Regions from separate parts of the Rattus norvegicus genome. Here region 1 is linked to region 2. The links are chromatin contacts, called in public Hi-C maps. All regions are on one chromosome and are shown on one strand. The core of a region is the stretch at or near the end of the contact, and the rest is flanking DNA. Distances in the headings are between cores, read along the strand shown.

Region 1 (7,136 bases), core at 2,921-5,420, 220 kb after region 2:
CATACCTGTCATAAACGAATCCCCAGCCACACACCCAGTTGGGAACCCAGATTGCCCCTAATCGCAGCAGGTAGGATCTCTGCATGCGATGCAGATGCAAGGCCTTAGCCCAGACCTAGGGGTGACCAGACTGGTGGAAGTTTGGGAGGTCTTAAAATCAGCAGAATTCAACAAAGACAGGCTGGTTTCAAGTTTGCCCCCAGAAGCTCCAATTTGGTTGCCCAGTTGCAGAGCCTGCTTAGAATCTTCTGCAGGAGAAGGCCTGGGAGTCTAAAGTCCAGCCATATGTTATAATCACAAGACCTTTTCATGGGGGATGAGGCTGGTGGGGGAGGGGCAACATTCGCAGCTCCACCTCGCAGTACTTCTCATTTCCTTGCTGATTTATTTTTCAGCTGGCATGACAGCTTCCCTTGCCTTGCGCTCCCTTGCTCATCCACTGCGCTTTGCTTTCACTGAAATCCTTTTCCGAGTGCAGGATGGATATATATAAAATCGGCCTGACATCAGGGTCAGCTCCAGAAGGGCTTAGGGGAGGGCAGGTAAGAGCCAGACCTTAAGCATCTGAGGCAGACACTGTGCACCCCCAGATCCAGTAGCGATCCCTTTGAGTGAGGGCATAAGAGGGGGCTGCTTTTCAACAGCTTTCTTTCCCCAGGCAACAATTTTGACTAACCAGGCCAATGGGTGTGATCCTTCTCCACTTAGGGACCTGGGAAAATCTCACATTTTAATTCTCAGTGAGTCAGAAACACTCCCCCCCCACACACACACATACACACTTGTGTGCCTGCCTCTTAGGACTCCCTTAATAAGATATTTTTAAAATCCCACGGAATTGGAAAATGCAGTCCCTAGGAGATGGAAGAGAAAGCTTTTAATCCCACCAGCCCACTGGAGAACACCGTGGAGTCCAGAGATCTGGACTCCCGTAAAGGACGGGGTGACTGCCACAAATTATGTCAAAGGCGAATTTACTGGCTTGTTTGTCTCCAGCATCAAATTTCTCCAGCAGGCAGGCTTCGCCCTTACGGCACCCCCCCCCCATTCATTTTAGTTCTAGGACTTAAAGTTAGACAAACAGACCCCATTGTCAGCAGTCTCAGGAAGCCCTAGGACTCAAGAGGCCTCAGGCTCCACGCTTACCTCCTGGATTTTCTGAAAGTTCTGGACAGTTAACATAACTTGGACGTTGGGAAAGCCTGTTCCTGGGAGAATTGGGAGGTGAGAAGAGGGGGAGAGAAGGTGGCTGGGCATTGAGCCAGGGTTTCTGCGGTGTGGCCTAACTGAGCCGGATGAGCCTGGCACTGCTGTGCTGTTCATCCAGGCCAGCCCTCCTGCCCAGCCCACAGCCGCACAGCGGCCTTTCTGCCTGGAACCATGTTCAGAGTTTCCCCACAAATGCCCAACTCCAGCTTTCCCGGTTATTTAAGACTTGTTTTGAATAAAAGGAGTCGCTTCAAAAAGAAATGTTTCTACAACACACAACCAGCGGCCTTTCCCCCCAGCTGTGTCTGTAACTCGCATGCATTCAGTCTAATAACTTTTAATGTCTAGCCCTAAAACGTCTTTATAAAAAATAGCTTTACAGCATAATAGTCCAGGTGTCTTTCTGCTTGTTACCGGAGATTAAAAAAATGTGTAGGTTAGCTTTCAGAGGCACCCCCCTCCGCCCCTCAAGAAAGACCAGGAAGAAAAAGGCGTGCATTCCATTCTGCAGGCACTGGTCCTGGAAGCCTTGGCGGCCCAGCCAGCACAGCTAGGCACTACCCGCCGGCCTGCCTGTCTTTTGCATCAGTTGTTACAAGCAGCTCTGGAGCATGAAGATTTAATTCTGTTCAAAGTTTCGGGTTTCAAACGGTAGAGATGTTTCACTTCTGCTTTGAGAAGGGCTGTTTTTATAAGTATGCTGAGAACTAAAACAGAATGAATAAAATTGCACCTAATATCAGTCCCACAGTCAGTAATGGGTGTCATTTTTAAAAGGGAAAATATCTTCTAGCTAGAGATGAGATTTTGGCCTTGACCTTGACTTGGTAATCAACTTGAGATGCTTTTGATTAATTTTTGGCATGTAGACGCTCCAGGATATTTAAAAACTTTCCGTGTGGGTTTACTAGCCACTTCCATTTCGGACTTAGGTTCTCATCAAGCCTGCATCATCCTGTTCCTAGGCAGAAGACATACTCCAGCCCATCCCAGAATTGAAAGACCCCCATAGAAGCACCGAATGGGGTAACCTTTTGGCCTCGGTGTCAGAGCTCCCAGCCAGGGTGCCCTGACTTCCCTTCCCGCCAGCTTTATGAAGTGAAGCTGGGTTTGCCCTTGAGGCTCTGCGCTCGGGGGAGGCCGGAACCTCGCTTCTCGGCTTCCCCCTTTCGCTTGCCTGCCCTTCCCCCCTCTGGCGCCCAGAGCTGCTCCTGGTGCGTAGGAGAAGCTCGATACGTGTCAATTGAATTGAACTGCTGCGGGCGCAGGCTGTACACTGCCGCCGAGTCCTGATCTGCACGACGTTACCGAGTGAAAATTTATGGGCTGAACGGTGAAGCCAAAAGTTGTTCCCGGCCAAGTAAAATAAAACGCGGGAGATACTCTCACGAGGCCGAGGTGAGAGATGAGGGCAGACCTTTCAGCCATCGGAGGTCCGGGCCGTGAAATGCTCAAAAACTGGGAGAAACTCAGGCGCATCCCGGTTCCCTTTACGGTCCTCCTACCCCCTTGTGTCCCCGGGAACACCCCCCCACACACACACCTCTACACAATTCCCACACAATTGAAATGTCCGGGGAGCAAGGGCGCGGAACTGCCACTGTTGCCCGTGGTGGTGTTTTCACGTAGCTCTTAACGCCTGAAGGGGAAGTAGCTCCTCTGGGAAGAAGGGGCGAGGTGCGGTGGGGGGTGGACGCCCACGCGCACTCAGGCTTTGCTGGGCTGGGTCTCGGAGGGGACGCTAGGCCCGGAGAGCGCAGCGCTGGTGGCGAGAGGAGGCAGTGGCGCCTGCCGCTGGGGTTTGACAGCTTTGGCTGAGAGGAGTGCGAGGCGCTTTATGGTAATTGCGGTCCTCCACTGGCCTTCTGGGTAGCAAGGGGAGTCTCGGCGCGCTGCAGGAAAAGCCGCCCCCGCCGCCCCCCATTCTTGGGGCTGGGGATCTGTTGGCCGACCTAGCCGTCGCCGCTGCGGAGTCGGTCTCCACTCCCCCTAGGACGTGAGCCCTGGCTGGGCGTGAATAGCCAACTCGGCCGGAGCTGGGACGGAGAGGACAGAGGGCGGTAGAGTTGGGGGGGGGGTACTACGACAAGACCCGCCACCCAGATGTTTTGGGGTTCAGATGTGGCGAGGCCCCAATGCACCCGGCTGGGAATCGGTGACAGCCGGGGAAAGTCGGGCGAACCTTTCCTGGGGAATCACCCCCTCCCGAAACCCCACCGCGGAGGCGCCGCAGCGGAGGGTGAGCGGAGACTGGGGATCTCAAACTTGCGAGAGCTGGAGGCGGCGGCGGCGGCGGGCGGGCGGGCGGGCGGCTGTCGCCCGAGCGCTGCGCCTGAGGGGGGAGGGGAGGCGGCTGTTGGGAGGGAGGGAGGGCGGGCGGAGGGAGGGGGAGGAGGAAGAGGAGGGAACCTGGGAGGGGGGACGCGTTGGGATCGCGGCGTGCGGCAGCAGACGGAGCCCGGGCTCCCAGCGGCAAGGTGAGGCAGAGCCGCGCTCCGGGCTGAACGGCGGCCGAGCTCTTAAGCCGAGGGGGAGACGCGCCGGAACCCAGAGCACGACCGAGAGCGGGAGCGAGGCGGGCGGTGGTGGCGGAGGGGGACCACGCGAGTCGCCGGGCGGAGAGCCCGAGCCGCGCTGTCGCCGCGGAGGGACGACTTGGCCAACACACTCGCTCACACACACACCCAGCCCGAGCGGGCGCTCTCGGCGAACCGTCAACATGGCGCTGGGGCTCTTGCCCGAGCGCGGGCGGCAGCGGCGGCGCGGGAGCTGCTGAGGCTGACGGAGCCCGGTCCAGCTGCGGGAGGAGAGGATCGCGCGGGGCCGTCGCCACCTGCCCTAAGCTCGCAGCCCGCCCCGCCCCGCCCCACCCCCACGCGGCCCAAAGCCCACCCCTCTGCCGGGCCGACCCCTTAGGGCAGCAGAGCCGCTGCAGACAGAGGCGAGCAAGCGCGGCGCTGGGAGTGGACTGCGGGCACCGGAGGAAGCCAAACTTTGCTGCTCGCTGCGCTTTCCCGGCCGGGCTCCTCTGCTCTTTAGCGTAGCCGCCCTCTCCCGACCCCGCACACGTCCACCCAGCCAGCCAGCTAGCCGCCCCCGGATCTTCCTCGCCGCCTGGACTCCGCTCCGGGGAAAACTTCAAAACGCCGGATCGAGGGCTCCCTGCCTACTTCCCGACTGGGGATTTCAGGTCAGTGCCCGGAACACCTTTCCCCGGGGGCCGCGGGCGGGCTGGCGCGCCGGGACTGCAGCCGACCTCCTCCCTTAAAGGGTTTCTCCTTCTACTCCAGTAGATCCCCGTCGGGAGGTTTAGCTACCTTGTTCGCTTTCGTTTTTACATCAGAGCTGCAAGTTATTAAAAATGCAGCCAACCTAAGCGGCCCCCGCATGGGCACCCGGGAGGGAGGGACTCGACGGGGGACCTGCCGCCTCCCGAGGGGTTGGGAGGATCGAGAGTTCAGCGAGTGGAAGTTTGCAGCCTCTGTGTGTCTGCGCGGGAGCGCGGTCGTCGCCGAGCGTCGGGAGTCAGGCGCGGGGGGGGGGGTGCTGGGCTGGAAGCTAGGAAGCTCGTCTCGGCGTTACCTCGCTAGCAGGAAGGGGAGGGCGGCGGGTTCCCGTCTGCTTTCTTTTTCGACTCGGAAAAGAACTGTAAAAACCCCCAGCCGCCTTTGCTTCGTCTGGCCTCTCCAGGGGCCGGTGGTGCCTCCGAGTGGAACGACGGCTTGTGCGTGCGCTAGTGTGTGCAGCGGGCGCCTCGGACGGAGCCGAGCTCGACCTACCGTCGTCGCTCAACTCCGGAGGGGAGTCCGGGTTTTTTCTTGGCTTGCCCCAAAGCATGAATCACGTGGAATAACGGGGGGAAAACTACTAGGGAACCTTGGAGAGCTCGAGATTCGGACTGGGCCAGTACGCCGGCCGGCCAGGTCAGATGCATTGTTTTGTAAATGTTCTTTTAAGATTCTAATTCGACTCCCCCCACCCCCGTTTTCCCATCTCTTCCCTTCGCGTAGGTTTTAAGTTCGGAGCCTCCTGGAGCCAGTGTAGACCGCTTGTTTAGGGGCGGCGTGGGGGAGCGAGCAGAGCTCTCAGCCCTCCGCTGGGCTGTGGGGAACCTGGTGGGAAGCCCTGATGGGCGTGTGAAAGTCTGCGGCCCGGGGAAGTTGGTCCCACTCGGAGGGCGGGCGACGCGAGGGCTCTAGGCGAAGAGGAACTTGCGCACCGGGCGCGATCCTCGGCTGAGGCGGAGAGGGCGAGGCGGCACAGGGCCAGCGCTTGGAGCAGGCGGGAGGCTGCGCTACAGAGCCACCAGAAACCCGGGGACTCCGGGCTGTGGCGAAGAGCGCCTGCTATTTACGAAGAGAGCCTAGGAGCGCCCTGAACCGAGTAGGGTGGCTCGTGGCACGTGTAGTCCCAGCGGACTTCTGGCTGCCCGGTTGCTCAACGGAACACGTACCCACGTCCCGAAGAAGACCGAGCTTGTCCCCTAGTAGGCCGAGGCTGAGCCAGGCTTAATTTGCTGTTAATGAATCTTTTCCAGAAAGTCCGCGACCTCCAGCTAGACGCTTTGAGTGCCCGCGCGAAGGCGCGCGCCGCCGGCGTCTAGAAGGTGGGGGTTGGGGGAATAGAAAAGCGAAGAAGGAACTGGAGGAGGGTTATGTTTATTTAAAAACAAACCTTAAAAGAAACCAGCGCGCTTCAAATAGGTATTCATCCTGCCTGGTTGCGTCTAGACTAGACAGTCCGGGGTTTTAACTGTGTAACCCCCTCCCCGCGCACCCTTATTGAGAGAATGCTAGGGGACGAGTACTGCTACTTGGTTCTAAGGTGAGCTCCTTGGACAGAAAAAAAAAAATCCTTTAAAATGGACCGGGAGTTGAAAAAAAAAAAAGAGGAAATAGCCCACCCCAGAAGGTAGTGGGTGGTGAGTAGACAGACTTGGTATTTCTAGCCATCTGACACTTCCTGTGGATTGGAAACGGACACCTCCGGGAGAGATCGACCTGTACACGGTGCTGGATTCTGCCAACAGAATTTCTTGTGTGGAAGGTATTTTAATTGTCGACCTCAGAGACGCCTATATGTGGACTCTTGGGGGAATACTCTCTTCTCGATCCTTTCCACTCCTTCCCTGACTTGTTACCTGGTCTGGGTTGCAGTGTCGCCTCTGCTGTTTATTTGGGGTTGGATTGTGTCGCATAGACGCGAAGGGGTGATGATTAATTTGCCGTCCAGGTTTAATCTGAGGCTGGCCTTTGGTGTGCGGGTGAACACCACCACATACGTGAGTTGCCTGCGGTGGTTAGGGGATCACGCGGGTTTCGGTCACCAGGCGCTGGGCGGGTAGGTCTGGACTGGGGCTCCATCGGCCCCAGCTCTCTCCTTTGAGGCGCTGTCACCAGTAGGTGACTGAGAGTTAATTAGGAAGTGTTCTCTGGATCAATGGGCCGCACAGCTCATTAGCGATTCTCTCCAGCCCTTTGCAGGGCCGGCCTGGCCTCCGCCTCCCACACAGCCCGGGCCCCCGCGCTGCGGAGAGTGCCGCTGGGAAGTGGGGAGGGGTGGTCAGTGAGGGACAGCGGGCAGGCCAGGATAACTTCGCAGGGCTGTGTGTTGCGTGCGGCGCCGCGAGGTCCTCACAGCCCGCTCTTTCTTCCTGCTCGCGGCGCCTCCACTGTGTCTTTAACTCGCTCTAGCTCGCTTTGCTGCCTGGCTGCTCCTCCCCGCCTCCCTCGCCTATCTCTTGTTCTCTAAGCACGACGCCTGTGCTCCCCGCCCAGTTTGGGATTAGACAAGATAAAAATAGGACTGCCCAGCGCGCAGAGCTGTGACAGTGCCGGGGTAGCCTGGCTGATGCGAGCGCAAGGGGTAGGGTCTGGGGAAGACTAGCAGGGTGCTCGGGGCGGCCAGATTCTTATTGGACCCTCACC
Region 2 (7,071 bases), core at 1,336-3,835:
AGCCATCCTGGGAGGGAGAGTTGCCATTGATCAATTACACAGTGCCACACCACCACCACCACTACACACACACACACACACACACACACACACACACACACACACACACAATGCATTTTGAGGATCCTGGCATTAATTTTCCTGCTGGCAGATCTCCTCCCCTCCACTATCAGGTTAAACACACACACACACACACACACACACACACACACACACACACACCCTGCCCCAGACTAATTCATGGGGTAAAAATAAGTGAGAGCTAGCTACAAACAGAGTGGCTTTCGGGCACGTTCCTTATTTATCTGTGAGGAGACAGCTGAGACCAGTCCTGATGGATAGGTCCACAGTAACTCAGCAGGGACTGACTGTAAAAGTTGAATAGTGTGTGAGATTTTAAGCAGGGAGAAACCTGGTGAGTCTCAGAGCTCATCTCTCCATTGATCTCCTTTGGAGTATCTCCAACACGAGCTGCCAGCCTTTACGGATGCCCGCTCATCTAGGGACAAAGAGGAGGAAGACAACAGGGACATGAGCTTCCTGTCTGTGAACCTTCTCTGCTTGCTCTTCAGTGACAAAGGCAGACCCATTAACAGATAAGTGGCTTGCAGTGCCCGTTCCATAAATCACCTACCAGAACTCTGAGGATTTGAGATGACCAGGACTTCCGGTCCTTCCTACAGAGACAGTCCATGCAGTAAACATATTGAGTTCTGACATGCATCAGCAGTATTCTCCTTCTAATATTGAGAAGCTATTCTTACACCAGGCACGGTGCCTCTCACTGTTAGTCCCAGCACCTGGGAGGCAGAGGCAGGTGGTTATATGTGAGTTCGATGCCATCCAGGTCTACAGAGTGAGTTCCAGGACAGTCAGTGTTGTTATACGGAGAAACCCTGTCTCAGAAAACAAAATAAAATAAAACAATCAAACAAACAAAAGGAATCTAATGTCAGGGCCTGGTGAGTCGGTTCAGGAGCAGCATTTCCAGCAAGTTTCAATGACTTGAGTTCAATATGGAAGGACCCACATACTAGAAAGACAGAACCATCCCAAAAGTCATCCTCTGACCTCCACACACGGGCCATGGAATGCCCTCTACCAACACAAATAAATATAATTTAAAAGAATAATAATAAAATAAAATAAATGATAAAATCGTCCATTCTTATGTGCCTGTGAACTGGTCCCAGATATATGTATGACAGCCAAGGTAACAGATCAGCAAATTGACTGACTATATTGTAGAAGATACCAGTCACCAACTATTGGTCACCGACACTGGAGCTGACCGTCGTCAGCTTGCATGCTCAGCTGGTATTTGGATGAGAAAGCCATACTTTGGCTGGGTCCTGGCAGAATGCCATGAAATGAAGCGGCAACAAAACCAGTAGGAATTACTGCCAGGCCCATGTGAGACTTACCAAGAATAAGAGATGGGAGTAAAATACAGAAAGAGGAAGACACAACTACAGACAGAGAACAATGACCACTAAATGGCGGAAAGACAGTTTAAGTCAGTCTGCGCAGCTGAAATGGAAAACAAAAATACAATTAAGTCCTTGTAATCTAGAACATGTCAACGTTTGATCAAGGTGACCCTTTCCAAGGCAACAAATAGGAAGGGATTAAAGACAGCCCCCCTCCAGGAGCTTCAGGTGAGTTCTATTGTAGTCCATTTGAACACATTAATAATAAAGTCTGAGTCACCAGCAATGCATCGGTGTCACATTAAGGAAAGAAATCAAAGCACTTCCTCTCGGTGTCATTTAACCAAGAGCAAGTCCAGATTTGCGTTTTCTACATTTACCTCCCCATGTCTTCAGTCCTTTTGCTTCCTATTGTATGAGTCAAAATTTGTGCCTGCCTGAAGAATGTCTTGTGACTCTGTCCCTGTGTCCGAATGTCTGGGTGTGCCCCTAATGAAAGGCTTTGCTCTGTCTCTTATAGAACAGCACAGAAACCATCATATGTGGACAGAGTGAAGGACACTTTACAGAAATCTTTAACAGAGTCCACAAGGGATTAAGTCTCTGGCTCCAACTGACCCCAACTGACCCGGATAACAAACATCGTTGTTTATCAAGCAATATCCGTATGTTGTGTTCAACATTTATGGTAGATATTAATTTTATAAGATCGCTTCCAACCTCTGTGTTTGCCACTTTCGGCAAATGATACAAATGCATAATTTTGGGTCAGGGGCATGGAAGAGTGCATAATTTAAGAGTACAGTTAGGCATAAGCTTAGGTTGTAAAAGCTAATGGGAAATTCAAGGCAAATAAGGTTGGCTGTTACATTGTTCTCCTAAAAGTAGGTTAAACAAACAGGCTGAGTCCACGGTAGGATAGCAATCTTGAGTTTTAAATGACCTCAAGGTGTATTATTAACTCTGGCTGTAAGGTCCAGAAAAAGTTCCAGGCTCCTAGAATGTTAGGGACATTTTCATTACAATATTGCATCACCACGTTCTGTGAAACATTTTCTAAATTTTATTGCATTTCTTTGTTTATTCGGGTGGGGGAGGTATGTACGCTTGCGCCACAGCTTACATGTAGTGGGTTCTCTCTTTCTAATATGTGGGTTCCAGGGATGAAACTCAGGTTTGACAGGCTTGGCAGCAAAAGCCTTTACCCTCTGAACCATCTCCCCAGACCAAATTCTATGAAACTTGGCCAGGTGGTGGTGGTGTATGCCTTTAATCGGGCACTCAGGAGGCAGAGGCAGGCAGATCTCTGTGAGTTCGAGGCCAGCCTGGTGTACAAAGTAAGTTCCTGGACAGCCAAGGTTACACAGAGAAACTCTGTCTTGAAAAACCAAAAAGAAAAAAGGAACTTTTTGATTCTGGATTGATATGATACCCTGTGTCCAGAGAATGGTTTTAGCCAACTTTAATTAATGTAATCAAGATAACTCCCTACAGGGATATCCAGAGGTCCATCTCCCTCATGATTCTAGAGTCTGTCAAGTTGACAATTAACAATGACCACTACAGATGGCCTAGCAGATGATAGATTGAGTAGGGTCATCTATGTCATCCACATAGTACAGTCTCGCAAATAGGATTCTCAAAGGATACAGGAGACCCAAATGTGCTATAAAAGCCAATGTCAAGTATGGCCCTGAGAGTGTGGTAAGTAAATCACTCTGGAATGAAATTCTGATGGAGAAATTGTCACTTCTGTCACTGCTTGGTTGGTTAGCAGGGCAGCAGAGTGCTGTTCCAACTGGCTCCAATCCCAAACCACTTTCACAGGCAACCTGGCAAGCAAAACAAAGCTAAGAGCTAAGGGGTGAATAACCTCTGCCTTTGCTCTCTCCAAGAGGCACCTAGCCAAAGACATAGAAAGGCAAGCTAATTGGCAGAGGTAGTGATTATACATGCTTACCTGCATGGTGAACCATCTTGGTAGACTGTTCTTTCAGGTTTTGATTAAAACACTTTGAGGGGGGTTGGAGAGATGGCTCAGCAGGTAATAGCACTTAAAAATAGGAGGACCTAGGTTCAAATTCCCAGAACCCATGTGAAAATCCAGGCTTGGTCACACATACTTTGAACCCCATATAACTGTGCACAGGAGTCAGAGATGGAAAGATAGCTGGGGCTTAGTGTCCATCAGCCGAGATCCAGGTTCAATGAGCGACCTTGTCTCAAAAGAATATGGCAGAGAGTGACGGAGCAGTATGCCTGACTCCCCCACCACACACACATATATATCACACACATACATTGCACATAACAAGAAATAATGTAGACACTAATATGGTGTATGGTGAACTAGGCTGTCCTGTAACCCAACCGGAGATAGGGTACACATCCTGCTACCGAACAGAGTACTCCCTACTCAGTTAAGGGAAATTGCATCTCACTCCATCCACGAGCCAGCCACACTTAAGCATCGGTGAATCTTTCAATTTAGAAGCTAAGGAAAAAGACTCAAAAGTTGGTTCAGTAGGTAAGGGTGCTTGCAACCAAGCACAACAATCTGGGTTCACTCTCCAAAACCCACACGATTGAAATCGAGAACCGACAACTCATACAAGTTGTTCTCTGACCTAAACATTTACTCCATGAACAAGAGCATGTGTGTGCTTGTGTGTGTGTGTGTGTGTGTGTGTGTGTGTGTGTGTGTGTGTGTGTACATACACATACAATAGATTGGTAAGTGGGTAGACAGATAGCTAGAGAGACATAGACAGACACAAACAGAGAGAGACAGAGACAGAGAGACAGAGAGAAAAGAGGGAGAGAGAGAGAGATGTAATGTTTTAAAAGGAATGGGTGAGCTGGGTATGTTGGCGCATACCTTTAATCCCTGTACTTGGGAAGCTGAGGCAAGGGAATCTCAAGTTCTCCTGAACTACAGAAGACCTTTCCCCCCAGAGCAGTGCTGAGGTACAAGTGATGCTCTATTTCAGGACTGTTTTAACTTCACCGACATGTAGAAATTCACTTAAAACATGGGCACTGTCATGTGCTGAACTTAAATGAAAAGTTCATGGACGTTCTAATGAGCTTTTAAATCTTTTTATTTCATGTGTCCAGGTGCTTTGCCTGCATGCATGCCATACTCCACATATGTATCTGGTGCTGTGGAGGTCAGAAGAGAGCATCAGGTCCCCTGGAAGTGGAGTTCCAGGTGGGTGTGAGCCACCACGTGGGTGCTAAAAAATGAACCAGTATCCTCTGGAAGTGGTGTTCTTAACTTCTGAGCCATCTTTCCAGCCCTTCCAATGAGGTCTTTTGTGTTTACTTATATATAGTATATAACACTGTCGCTGTCCTCAGACACACCAGAAGAGGGCATCAGATCCCATTACAGGTGGGTGTGAGCCACCATGTGGTTGCTGGGATTTGAACTCAGGACCTCTGGAAGAGCAGTCGGTGCTCTTAACCACTGAGCCATCTCTCCAGCCCCCTTTTGTTTTGTTTTTATCATTCATTTTAGAACCCAGGTTTGGCTTCCATGGAGTTTGAGCAAAAACTGGTGCACAGGGTGGGAAAATTGGAATTAGACTCCAGTTGAATGCAATGAATATATGGGACTTGACTGGTAGTCAATCTTCATTGTCACTTTGACTAGATTCAGAATCATCTAGGAGCATATGACTGTGAGGATCTTTCTAAAGATTTCTAAAGATTTGTTTTGTTAATTTATTCTCTCATATATTACATTTCAACTGCAATTTCCCCTCCCTCCCTTTCTAGAGATGTTTACCTGGGGAGGAGAAGCCCAACCCTTAGTGGGTGTCACCATCTCAATGACAGTGGTTCTGAACACGAAAAAAAAAAAAAGGAAGGAAGCTAGCCCATTTATCATCAGCATCCATCTGTCTCTGCTTCCTGACTGGGGGTGCAGTGTGACCAGCTTCCATGACCTCTCCTTCATGATGGGCTGTTTCCCTTCAAACCATGAGCCAAAGCAAACCCTTGACTCCTTATCTTGTATCTGCCAGGTGTTTTGTCACAGTGACAAGTAGATGATCGGAACCTGTGCATGGAGAAAGCAGAACAAATGTGGAGGTGGGGGACCATGAAGATTAAAATTTTGCTGGGCAGAAGATTTCTTAGATGTGAACCAAAAGGTAAAATATGAAATTTGAAGCCATCCACATACACCAGCTGAGATGAGGCCCCCAACACATATACAGCAGAGGACTCCTGGGCCTGGGTTCAGTCAGAGAAGATGCACCTAACCCTCAAGAGACTGGAGGCCCCAGGGAGTGGGGAGGTCTGGTGCGGTGGGGTTTGGGGAGGGGACATCCTCATGGAGACAAAGGGTTGGGGGAGGTAAGGAATATGGACTAGTCAGAGGGTGGACCGGGAGGGGGATAAATCTGGACTGTAAAAAAAATGATTAAATAAAATTAAATAATTTTTTTAAAAAATGATATACTAAGAAAATGAAAAAAAAAGAAAAGAAATTTGATGCCCACTAAATCTAAGCTTTTTGTTTATTCAAAGAAACAACAGGCAAAGGGAATAAACATATGGCCAGCAATGGGAGGAAATATTTGCTGTCTTTCAAAGCAACAAGACAAGAACATGTAGACTCTGAGAAATACCTTCTGAGCAACAATATTGAGCAACACCACCAGAAAACTGGCAAAGGATGCCAACAAGGACGTTAGAGAAGGGGGCCGTGCTTGATTAGGTGCAAAATTCAGAGAAAGCAAATGAAAACAGAAGGACTTTTTATATATTGATTTCAAAAGCTTGTCATTTGCACATTACCAAATGTTGAGGTACTGTGAAGTGATAGGAGGTCCCTGATGTTTCTGGAAAAGAATCTGTCACCTTTGCCATGAATAAAACAAGGGTGTTAAGAATAACTCAGGAATTCCTTTTCTGAGTCTAGCCTGTGGAAATACAGAGGGCCACATGGTATGTGCCAAAGCCTGGGGAATGCAGAAGACACAGGTAGCATGCATATATAGCTGCATGAGTAAATCTGAGAACTGTCACTAATGAAAAACTTAAAAACAAAAGACTGTCCAACAGTGGTGGCCTATGCCTTTAATCCCAGCCCTGAGGAGGCAGGAGAATCACTGTGAGTTGAGGCCAGCCTATTCTACAAAGCAAGTTCCAGGGCAACCAGGGCTACGCAGAGAAACCCTATCTTGAAAAAAAAAAAAAAGAGCAAAAATATAAGACAGGTCTGTACAGAATGTATGTAAATTTAAGATCTCTCAACAGGAGACTGGGTAAACAAATAGTAACACAGTAGACAATAGACTACTATTCAGCATGTGTAAGAACACAGATGAGCTCCTCCCCCCAAACACTCCCCTCACTGGGTGTGATAGCCTAGACCTTTAATGGCAGCACTCCGGAGGCAGATGAAGGTGGGTGGATCTCTGTAGTGAGAATTTTGGTTTCTTTAAAACCACAGAAATGTTATGTGACTACGTTTTCATTTTAATCCCAGGTGAGGGATATGGGACTGCTTCAGATTGTCCACAACAGCTGACTGTGACTTGTTGTGTGCTCTTGCCAGCTGAAAATAGTTTATGTTTGGAATTCTGGGGACTCTTCAAAGGGTATATAAATACCATAGACCCAAGAGAAA

What was found. Hi-C and Micro-C count contacts between places; a contact is called where the count stands out from the background.
Region 1: a Hi-C map of kidney shows a contact between it and region 2, with 2.4 times the contacts expected there. The contact joins the promoter of Bcor here to the enhancer-like site in region 2. A contact is called at or near these places in 2 of 12 Hi-C or Micro-C datasets (kidney and liver).

The regions. Positions count from the first base shown.
Region 1 is chrX:13,356,206-13,363,341 of GRCr8, forward strand. It overlaps Bcor (BCL6 co-repressor), which reads left to right and starts at 4,171. Exons shown (of 15, transcript NM_001191586.1): 1 at 4,171-4,399.
Region 2 is chrX:13,134,731-13,141,801 of GRCr8, forward strand. No RefSeq gene overlaps it. Among named protein-coding and RNA genes, the nearest start is that of Bcor, 220 kb to the right of the region's middle. Within about 2 kb of position 2,586, at least 2 of the 93 cell types and tissues checked have an H3K27ac peak or open chromatin away from gene starts, as enhancers often do. A contact at or near this core is called in kidney, where this site is marked.